3 separate regions of the Zea mays genome follow, and regions 1 and 2 are each linked to region 3. The links are chromatin contacts, called in public Hi-C maps. All regions are on one chromosome and are shown on one strand. Each heading gives the region's core, a stretch centred on a gene start, on an enhancer-like site or on the middle of the called end of the contact. The rest is flanking DNA. Distances are from core to core; before and after follow the strand shown. Region 1 holds the start of LOC100191464 (putative leucine-rich repeat transmembrane protein kinase family protein). Region 2 has its middle 12 kb from the start of LOC100193706. Region 3 holds the start of LOC100282650 (6b-interacting protein 1).

Region 1 (2,700 bases), core at 58-2,557, 190 kb after region 3:
AACTAATGTATTGATCTTTGGAGGCATTTGAGCAGCACATCCATAGCAGGTCGGCAACGAACCTTTTTTATCCATGATTAGCTCCTTTCTGCAATGGATCTGATAGGGGAAGCTCGTTATGTTTTAGGCCCCGATTAATTAGAGGGACTAATCTTTGGTTAGAGGGATTTGCAAGTGTTGGTTAGAGCACCTATAATAACTAACTAAAAAATGACCCTAAATATGTAATTAGAAAGTTGCTAAACAAATTTCAGGAGAGAGAAAAAGCTTGGTCTCCATCAGATCATTAAATTTAGGAACTAAATCAAAATTTGAATCATCTCTACGCCGAAGTGGTATATTCAAAATTAAGTAAAACCGAGTGAAGGCGGACGTTCGACGCCTTTGTACGTGATTAGGGGCATGTTTGGTTTCGTGTTCTAAGTTATCACATTTTGTCTAACTTTTCTGTCTAATGTTAGTTCTTCAATTCAGACGACTAACTTTAAATAAAGTGTGACATATTTAGCCACAAACCAAACATGCACTAGGTCTTACGCGGTGAAGGCTTCTTTTTTTTTCTATAGCTAGTCAACCAGTTCAGTAGTGCACAACCGAGTGCAGTTCAGGTATTCTTTATATAGAGGTGGTGCTTTTTTTCAAATTTTTCTATAGTATCTTATCAGTGGCCAGATCATCCCCTATTTTAATCTTTACAATATAAACAATGCAAAACAGTGATTTGTACGATAATATGCATGACCTGTTGGAGACGGTCAGAGAATTCAAAGTGAATTCTTGATGCAACCTTATATTGATATGGACATATGGTATCCATGCCACTATCATGTGTGATGTGTTGAGACTTAAATCTTGACATATATTTGACGAGGTTATTCTCAAAAGAAATAAAGTAGGGAACGGATGCTGTTGCTGTGTTGCAAGTGCGCGTTGAATTCAGGAGAATGGCCTTCACGACGGTTGTCTGGCACCACGACGACGTGCGGCAGGCGAGGATTTCCATTTCATTTTCTCAACGGAAGAACGACGGACATAAACTGAATGAGTAAATAAACAAATTTCGGAAAAAAAGAAGAACGACGGACATAAATAAAGCGAATAAATCATTATTATTTGTCGAAAGAAAAAGACAAGGCACAGCCAGTGATACGGGGGACAGCTAGGCTGGCCCACAGCTCCAAGGCATCGTCAATCAATTAGCTAAAGCAATAAAAAAATCACTAGAATTCCCCCTCGTTTGCGCGTCTCTTCGAACCCCACCTCACCTGCCCCCCGCGCGGGCCCTACCGCGCGTCTCTTCGAACCCAAGCCAACCAGGCAACCAGCCGTGAGCCCGTGATTCGCCTCGGCTCGCCGCCGGCCGCCGGCCACCGGCCCCCACACCACGACAGATCGCAAGCTTGTGAGGAGCTCCGCGCGACTAAAGCGATCTAATCACCTAGCCGCCGGCCGCCAGGCCGCGGCGCTGAACCACGGGTAAGGGTCCATCTCTGCAGCGCCTCAGCGAGTTGCAACGCTATCGGCATCTGTCGATCGCATTTCCTATCAGCTAGCCCTGGAAACCTTAGCTCCGTGTTGTTGGCTTGTTGCTCTTCCCTTAACAAAACTCTTTGATTTTTTATTTTTAGTTTCGAAAAGGTAGCTGCAACCGATTTGGGATTCTTGACCCGGTTTAACTATTCCCGTCCCTTGTTCAGAAATTTATTTCCTTTTCCCCTTGAAGCACAGCAAAGCAAGGCTATTCGGGTGTTTAAAGGGTGTTCAAAGGCTATTCGGGTGTTTAATTGGTGTTTAAAGGGTTTATTAATAAACTATATTTATAGATACTTTTTTCTCTTGTATAATATAGTTTTTAATTGTCTATTGAGTTTAGAGAACCGTTTTAATATCTATACACATGTTCTAATAAATTTATTTCCTTTACCCCCGGAACAATGTCAATGCGGTGCGGGCCATATTCTCCTGCCATATGGGATGATGATGGGCGCGGGCGCCAAAGGGTTTCTAAAATGCGGGCCGTCGAATCCGTCGCCGGAGATGACGATGTCAGCGCGCGCGCGTTCTGCAGACTTGCAGAGTCGCGTTCCACCCTTGATGACAACGACCTCCCTGTCCCTCATATATTATCCAGTTTTTTAAGCCCGTCTCTGGAATCCTGGCGTGGAATTGTCCTACAGGTGGCGGAGGAAGAATTCTCTTCACGACTGTCGCTTTTATTTTTTATTTTTATTTTTTAAAAAGGCGCGACCTCAAACACGATTACAGCCAAGAGGATGCGCCGTGAAATCTTCTTTCAAAGTGTGTTTGTTTGTCTGTTTGTTTTCTTTTTGGCTTCGTCGTGTCGCGCCTGCCGTTCTTGGTCTCTTCTCCAATTACCTACCCGTTCCTCCAACAGCGGACGACCGCTGTTTCCCTCCTCCTCTCCCCACATCTCTCTCTCCTCTCCCCCCTCTTCTCCGCTGCCCCACCCGCCGCCGTGTAAGCACCCCTTCTCCCATTCCTCTTTTCGGTTTCTCGATTCGAATCGCGTGCTGTGTGAGCAAGATCGTCAGGCAAAACCCAAAAAAAAGGGGCGCTAGAGCTGTTTTGTTCGCTTTATGGTGATCGCAAGTTCCCTCCGCTCCCCGTCGCCCTTTTTCTGGCGCCTCTGACCTGTTCCTGTTCCTGCCTGTTTGTTTCCTTGTTGCACGCAGGCGCGAA
Region 2 (2,700 bases), core at 184-2,683, 130 kb after region 3:
CTATCCAGATTTCATACATCACCACATCGACAAGCACTCATCCATGAACCATTATTCATTCATCCATCCATCAGAAAAGAAATCAGTACTTGGGATCAATATAAGAAATGGAGTCTGCCGGGTTTGATGGCGACTCGGCCTCAACTCATTCATACAAACAGGACAGGTGTACGCATATGAAATACCCATGGGTAATCGGGTTCGAATTATTGCTTCCCAAACCCATACCCATTTACCCAATGGGTGAAGATTTTGTCCCATATCCATACCCATGGGGACAATTTTTGTCCCATACCCATACCCTAATAGGGGAATTCCCCACGGGTTATCGGGTATCGGGTCCCCATTGACATCTCTAGGCTCGTGGGTGGACCTTCGCGCGAGATGCCCTCGGGTGAGACGAATATTTGTTTTCCGTCCAAGGGTGCTTCCCGGGTGAGTCGCGGACCCTGCAGGCGTAGTGTTCACCCGAGGTTTGCTCGGGCGAAGCGTATCTGTGCACCCGGCATGCGGAGCCTCGGGAGAATCGTGATTTGGTCCTGTATGACCTTGGAGGTCGGAGAGCGTATTTTGCCCTGTGATTCCCTAGTACTCGTGTGTTTTGATATGTTTATAGACATAAGTTATGTACCCCTAATTATAATACCCGATAATATGTATAGTCATATACTATTTGTCACGTTGGATGATGGACCCAAGTAACCAACGGTCCATCACTCACACCTAATGATATAATCGGATCAACCAACCCGTGTAGCTGACTCGGTCGAATGCGTTCAGTCGCAAATTCAGGTGACAGATTATTCAAAACGTGGTCACTAAGGAAACGTGGGATGCGCAAAATCGACTGGTTTCAGCTGTAGTCGCCTTGTGTTTTGGCAGATGAGGCAGCGCGGCGGAGGCTGGACAGCATGCAACGGAGGTTGAGGCTGCTGGAACAGCAGATGGAGACGCTCGAGGCCGAGGTAGGAGAAGCCACCAGCAGTAGAATGCACACCTACGCCTAGCCAGATCGATCCCGAAGCACACCACACATTTTGTTTTTCTTAGATTAATCTTTCTCGCGTACATGGACGATGATCACAGCATGAAAACAGAAAATGAGAAATTTCCGCGAGACAAAATAATTTATGTAAACCTTGATCAATTTTTGTCCGCTACGGCCACGGCACAAGGTCGAAAATAAGCTAATTTTCTGGCAGCCGAAGAAAATTACTAATTTATGTTGGCCAGGGGCAGGAGCTAACACAAATTAGTAATCTTGGTCAGAAGTCTGGTTTTAGATGACAGAAAAATTTAATTTTCGTCGGATTCTTTCCCTAGTCGATGAAAATTAGGTAGTTTATTCCTACCTACCCGGTTTCACGTGTGTCTCTATCTCTCTCCTCGCTCTCGCGACTTTCCTCAAACGTCCTATCACCATCGCCACATCGGTCGTGTCGCCCTGCCCGTTCGCCACGGCATGCTACACAACCCCCAACGCGGTCTCTACCCTCGCCTGACCATGTTGTCTCGATCGCCTGCCACACCATAGCTATTGCTTGGGTCGTGCCACCCATCCAAATTGCCCACACTTGCTCCGGTCATCCTATCCGAATGTTTAAAAGTTCTTCAAACTTATAAAATCTTTAGAAGGGACATTGTATGAATACATGACTGTTACAATTGTAGCTTTTATGGCAAGACTTCTAATTTGTCAAGTGCAATTTTGCATTCTAAAAAATTGCTATAAAGATCTAGCGAACATGACCAGTGATGTCCTTCCAACAAATCATAAGATACCCAAAGATGTGCACTAGTGGAAAAAAATATTTTCAAGTCTCGACATGGATCATGAGGAGATTGATGTGTGCCAACATAATTGCATGATTTTATGGAAGGAGCATAGTAATGTGAAGAAGTGCTTAAAATATAGACAACCTAGGTTTATAGAGGTTGTAAATAAAGATGGTAAAAATATAGCAACGAAAATTGCACATAAGCAACTTAGTTACATGTTCTTTATACCTCGGGTGAAACATCTGTTTATCTCAAAGAAAACATCTAGGTAAATAAGATGACATAAAGAAGGTGTACGTGAGAACAACCAAGTGATGTTGCACCCATCTCATGGTGAAGCTTGAAAGGTTCTAGATAATTTTGACGCTGATTTTGCCAGGGATGCGGCAAAAATGTTCGCTTCAGGTTGGTGACAAATAGCTTCACGCCTTTCAAAGAGAATGTTGCATCGTATTCTTGTTGGCCTATATTTACTATACCATACAATCTTCCACATTCTGTTTGGATGAAATATGAGTTTATGTTTCTATGCCTCATCATACTTGGGCTGAATCATCCTAGACCACAACTTAATATGATGTTGAAACCATTCATTGATGAGTTAAAATAAACGTGGGAAGGAGTCAAAAGTGCATGATTGTTGCAAGAAGCAAAAAAAACCGTTGTGTTGTGTATTTATGATTGGTCCATGGTTTCATGACATATGGTATTTTTCGGATGGAGTGTTCATGAAAATTTGACATATCCCATATGTGGTAAATACACTAATTAGTTTCGCTCCAGTTTGGTGGGAAGATATCTGTCGGGTACCGTAATTAGGGGTACCCCCAACACTCCTAAACACGGCTGGTAACCACCCTCAGCACAAATTGCAAAGACTGATGGGCAAGGTTCAGGTCAAGACCTCGTCTACCAAGGGAC
Region 3 (2,700 bases), core at 43-2,542:
ATTTTGAAGACCTGCAATACCTCCGTGGTTCGTATGAAAAATTACAGTATCTTAGGAAACACAAACAATCCACGAACAAGTCTAGCACAGCAACCAACTCACTGTATCCTAAATTCCTAATTGAAGGTCAAAATATTCCTTTACCAAACTCTTCCAATTTAAGGCTAGGGGTGGATTGAGGGGATTGGAGAATCCATCCCTAACTGAACAGGCCCTTAAAGATAAGCAGAGCTGCTGAGGAAGGGCAGTGCAGCGAGAGACATGAGCATCTCCGAGGAAGCATCACCCTTCCTGGCGTGCTTTGCCCTCGAAAGCTGCAGCTGCATGTCCACAAAAGACCGCATCCGCTTCAGCTCCAGATCCTTGAGGAACTTGATTCGCTGCCTCTCCATCTCCTCTGCGTGTCGCTGCTTGGCTGCTTCCATGCGCTCGTACATATCCGCGAAGGTCTCGATTGCCCTCGCTAGCTCCCCGAATCCACCGCTCCCGCTGCGCCTCTTCCTCTTGGTGCCAACAGCAGGAGCACCACCGGAGCGAGAAGATACAGAACGTGACGGCGACTGCTGAGAGCCTTCGTCATCGTCGTACTCGTTGTTGTTGTAGCCATCTTCCGAGTCGGACTCCGCGGCGGCGGCGGCGGCGGCGGCCGCCGCGGCGGCCTTATGGATGAAGTTTGCGGAAGGGAGGTCGGAGCCACGGCGGTAATTGTGCAGCGGGAGGGCCACGGGAAGCGGCGGCGGCGATTGCGGCGACGGGGAGCGCGGCGGCGTCTGGCGCCTCCGGAACACGGGCAGCGCGGCGCGCGGCGGGGACGGTTTCTTGGTGCCGTTGAGCGTGGGCCCGACGAGGATGTCGAGCTGGCCGTAGAAGGACCACGGCGACGGCCCGCCACGCGCGCGCTCGGCCTTGTACTTCTTCTTGAGCGTGTCGACGCGGTTCTTGCACTGGATGTCGGTGCGCGGCGGGCGGCCGCGCGCGGAGGCCCCCGGGCGGGAGTTGACGGCGTCGGCGACCTCCCGCCACTGCGGCTGGCGGAGGCTCCCGCGGTTGAGGTCGAGGTAGCGCGAGCCCCAGGCGTCGACGAGCGCCGCCGTCTCGCCCTCGCTCCAGCAGTCCTCCCGGTACGGCAGGTTCGGGTTCGGCGGGGGTAGCTTCCCGTCCATCGCTCCTCCTCCTCCCAGATCTCTCCGCCTCACGACGACGACGACCTAGCCTTCTCTCTCTCTCGTTTGCGCGTGGAGACGAACGAACGGACGGACGGGCGGGCGGGTGGATAGATGTGGGGGCGGCGGTGGAGGAGACGAGGCGGGGTGGGGATTAAAAGAAGGGGGAGGGGCGGGCGGCGAGGGGAGGAGCGCCGGCCCGTGGACCGTGGCGACCGCGAGTCCGCGACACGGCACGTGGACGAGCGGCGCAGATCCATGGAGTTTGGTGCGTGGGGGAGCAGCCGCCGTTGGATCAGCTCGTCGTTTGGGGCCGGGCGGGTTTGACCGGGACACCGAGCCGGCGAGGGATTACCTGCTGGCGCTGGGGACGGAGCGGAATTGGAGTCGGAGAGCGAGATCGGCGGCCTCGGCGTGGTTCAGTACTTCGGTTGGCCGGCCGGGCGGCACGGCGCGGGATAGGTGGGTGGAGTGGGACGGGACGGACGTGCGGGTGCGGGGCGGGGAAGTTACGCGGCTCGCGCCGTGCCGAAACAGCCGCCCGTGCCGAAAGAGATGGTTCTTTATCCCGTAGCGTCAACCGGTTTTTTTTTTTTTGCTGATAATGCTTGGTTGACGGAATGACGATATCCCTGTTTTTTCGGGGCTGTTCAGCGGTCAAGCCCCATCTGCTCGCCGTGGCGTTTTTTTTACCGCGCCGTTACGGTTTTTTCTCGTGTGCCGGCTGTCCGCCGTGGCTTTTTCCATGGCACCCGGAGCTAGGATGCTCCTAAAACATCCAAATTGTATAACAAATTTAATGTTTTAATATCGATGTATATATAATTTGGTGTTAACCTTTAGCCATGTTGTTATCATATTGTTATAGACAAAAATAATGTTTTTTTATAATTTTGTTTGCATTATTTTCTCCCTACAAGTATCTGTATCCAAAATTTTATATTAATTATTTAAAAGGAAATAAAATGAATTGGAGATTTTTTTTATGAATCACATTAAACTCAATATTGAGAATAAAAATATAAATTTACATAACAAATTCTATACCCTATTTGTTAAGAATTAAAGAAAGAAGACCAAAAATTTAATATCCGAATAAGTATTCAGATTCATCTCTATCCGGAGCGGCCCTAGTATAAGATCTGGAGCGGATAGACCGAAAACATGATTCTTCTACAACAGCTCGTGCCCTACGGTGCCCACACCGCTTCCTCCTTTACCGACAGTCTCGAGCGAAAATCAGCTAGGACCGACGAGCGCGCATGTTCGACCGAGCCACCTTCCCCCGTGCGGCTCCCTTCACGTCCCGCTCGACTCCCTTTCATGCCCCACACAGCTCGCCTCTCTTCGTCCAATAAAACATAAGTCATTTTTAGGGAAAATCTTATTTTTCGGGAAAATATTAAGTTATTTTTGTTTTTCAGTCATGCTCCATGTTTTCTCATATTTTTCAGTCATGCTCGACTCGCGGTAGCACGCGTATGGGAGGCGGCTCACTCAGTCGGCTGGGGGACGCGAGCGGGGGAGCGGCTCGGTC

The links. A called contact is a pair of places that touch in the nucleus more often than the background predicts.
Region 1: a Hi-C map of ear shows a contact between it and region 3, with 2.0 times the contacts expected there. The contact joins the promoter of LOC100191464 here to the promoter of LOC100282650 in region 3. A contact is called at or near these places in 3 of 25 Hi-C or Micro-C datasets (ear, leaf and tassel).
Region 2: a Hi-C map of leaf shows a contact between it and region 3, with 7 times the contacts expected there. The contact joins the enhancer-like site here to the promoter of LOC100282650 in region 3. A contact is called at or near these places in 6 of 25 Hi-C or Micro-C datasets (leaf, root tip and seedling) and 1 of 3 datasets of contacts at active chromatin or transcription factors (seedling).

What each region holds. Positions count from the first base shown.
Region 1 is chr8:154,263,682-154,266,381 of Zm-B73-REFERENCE-NAM-5.0, forward strand. LOC100191464 (putative leucine-rich repeat transmembrane protein kinase family protein) reads left to right here and starts at 1,308. Exons shown (of 13, transcript NM_001136897.1): 1 at 1,308-1,476; 2 at 2,694-2,700.
Region 2 is chr8:154,209,353-154,212,052 of Zm-B73-REFERENCE-NAM-5.0, forward strand. No RefSeq gene overlaps it. Among protein-coding and RNA genes, the nearest start is that of LOC100193706, 12 kb to the right of the region's middle. Within about 2 kb of position 1,434, at least 12 of the 20 cell types and tissues checked have an H3K27ac peak or open chromatin away from gene starts, as enhancers often do. A contact at or near this core is called in leaf and seedling, where this site is marked.
Region 3 is chr8:154,074,787-154,077,486 of Zm-B73-REFERENCE-NAM-5.0, forward strand. It overlaps LOC100282650 (6b-interacting protein 1), which reads right to left and starts at 1,293. Exons shown (of 1, transcript NM_001155558.2): 1 at 1-1,293. The coding sequence starts at 1,163. The coding sequence ends at 216.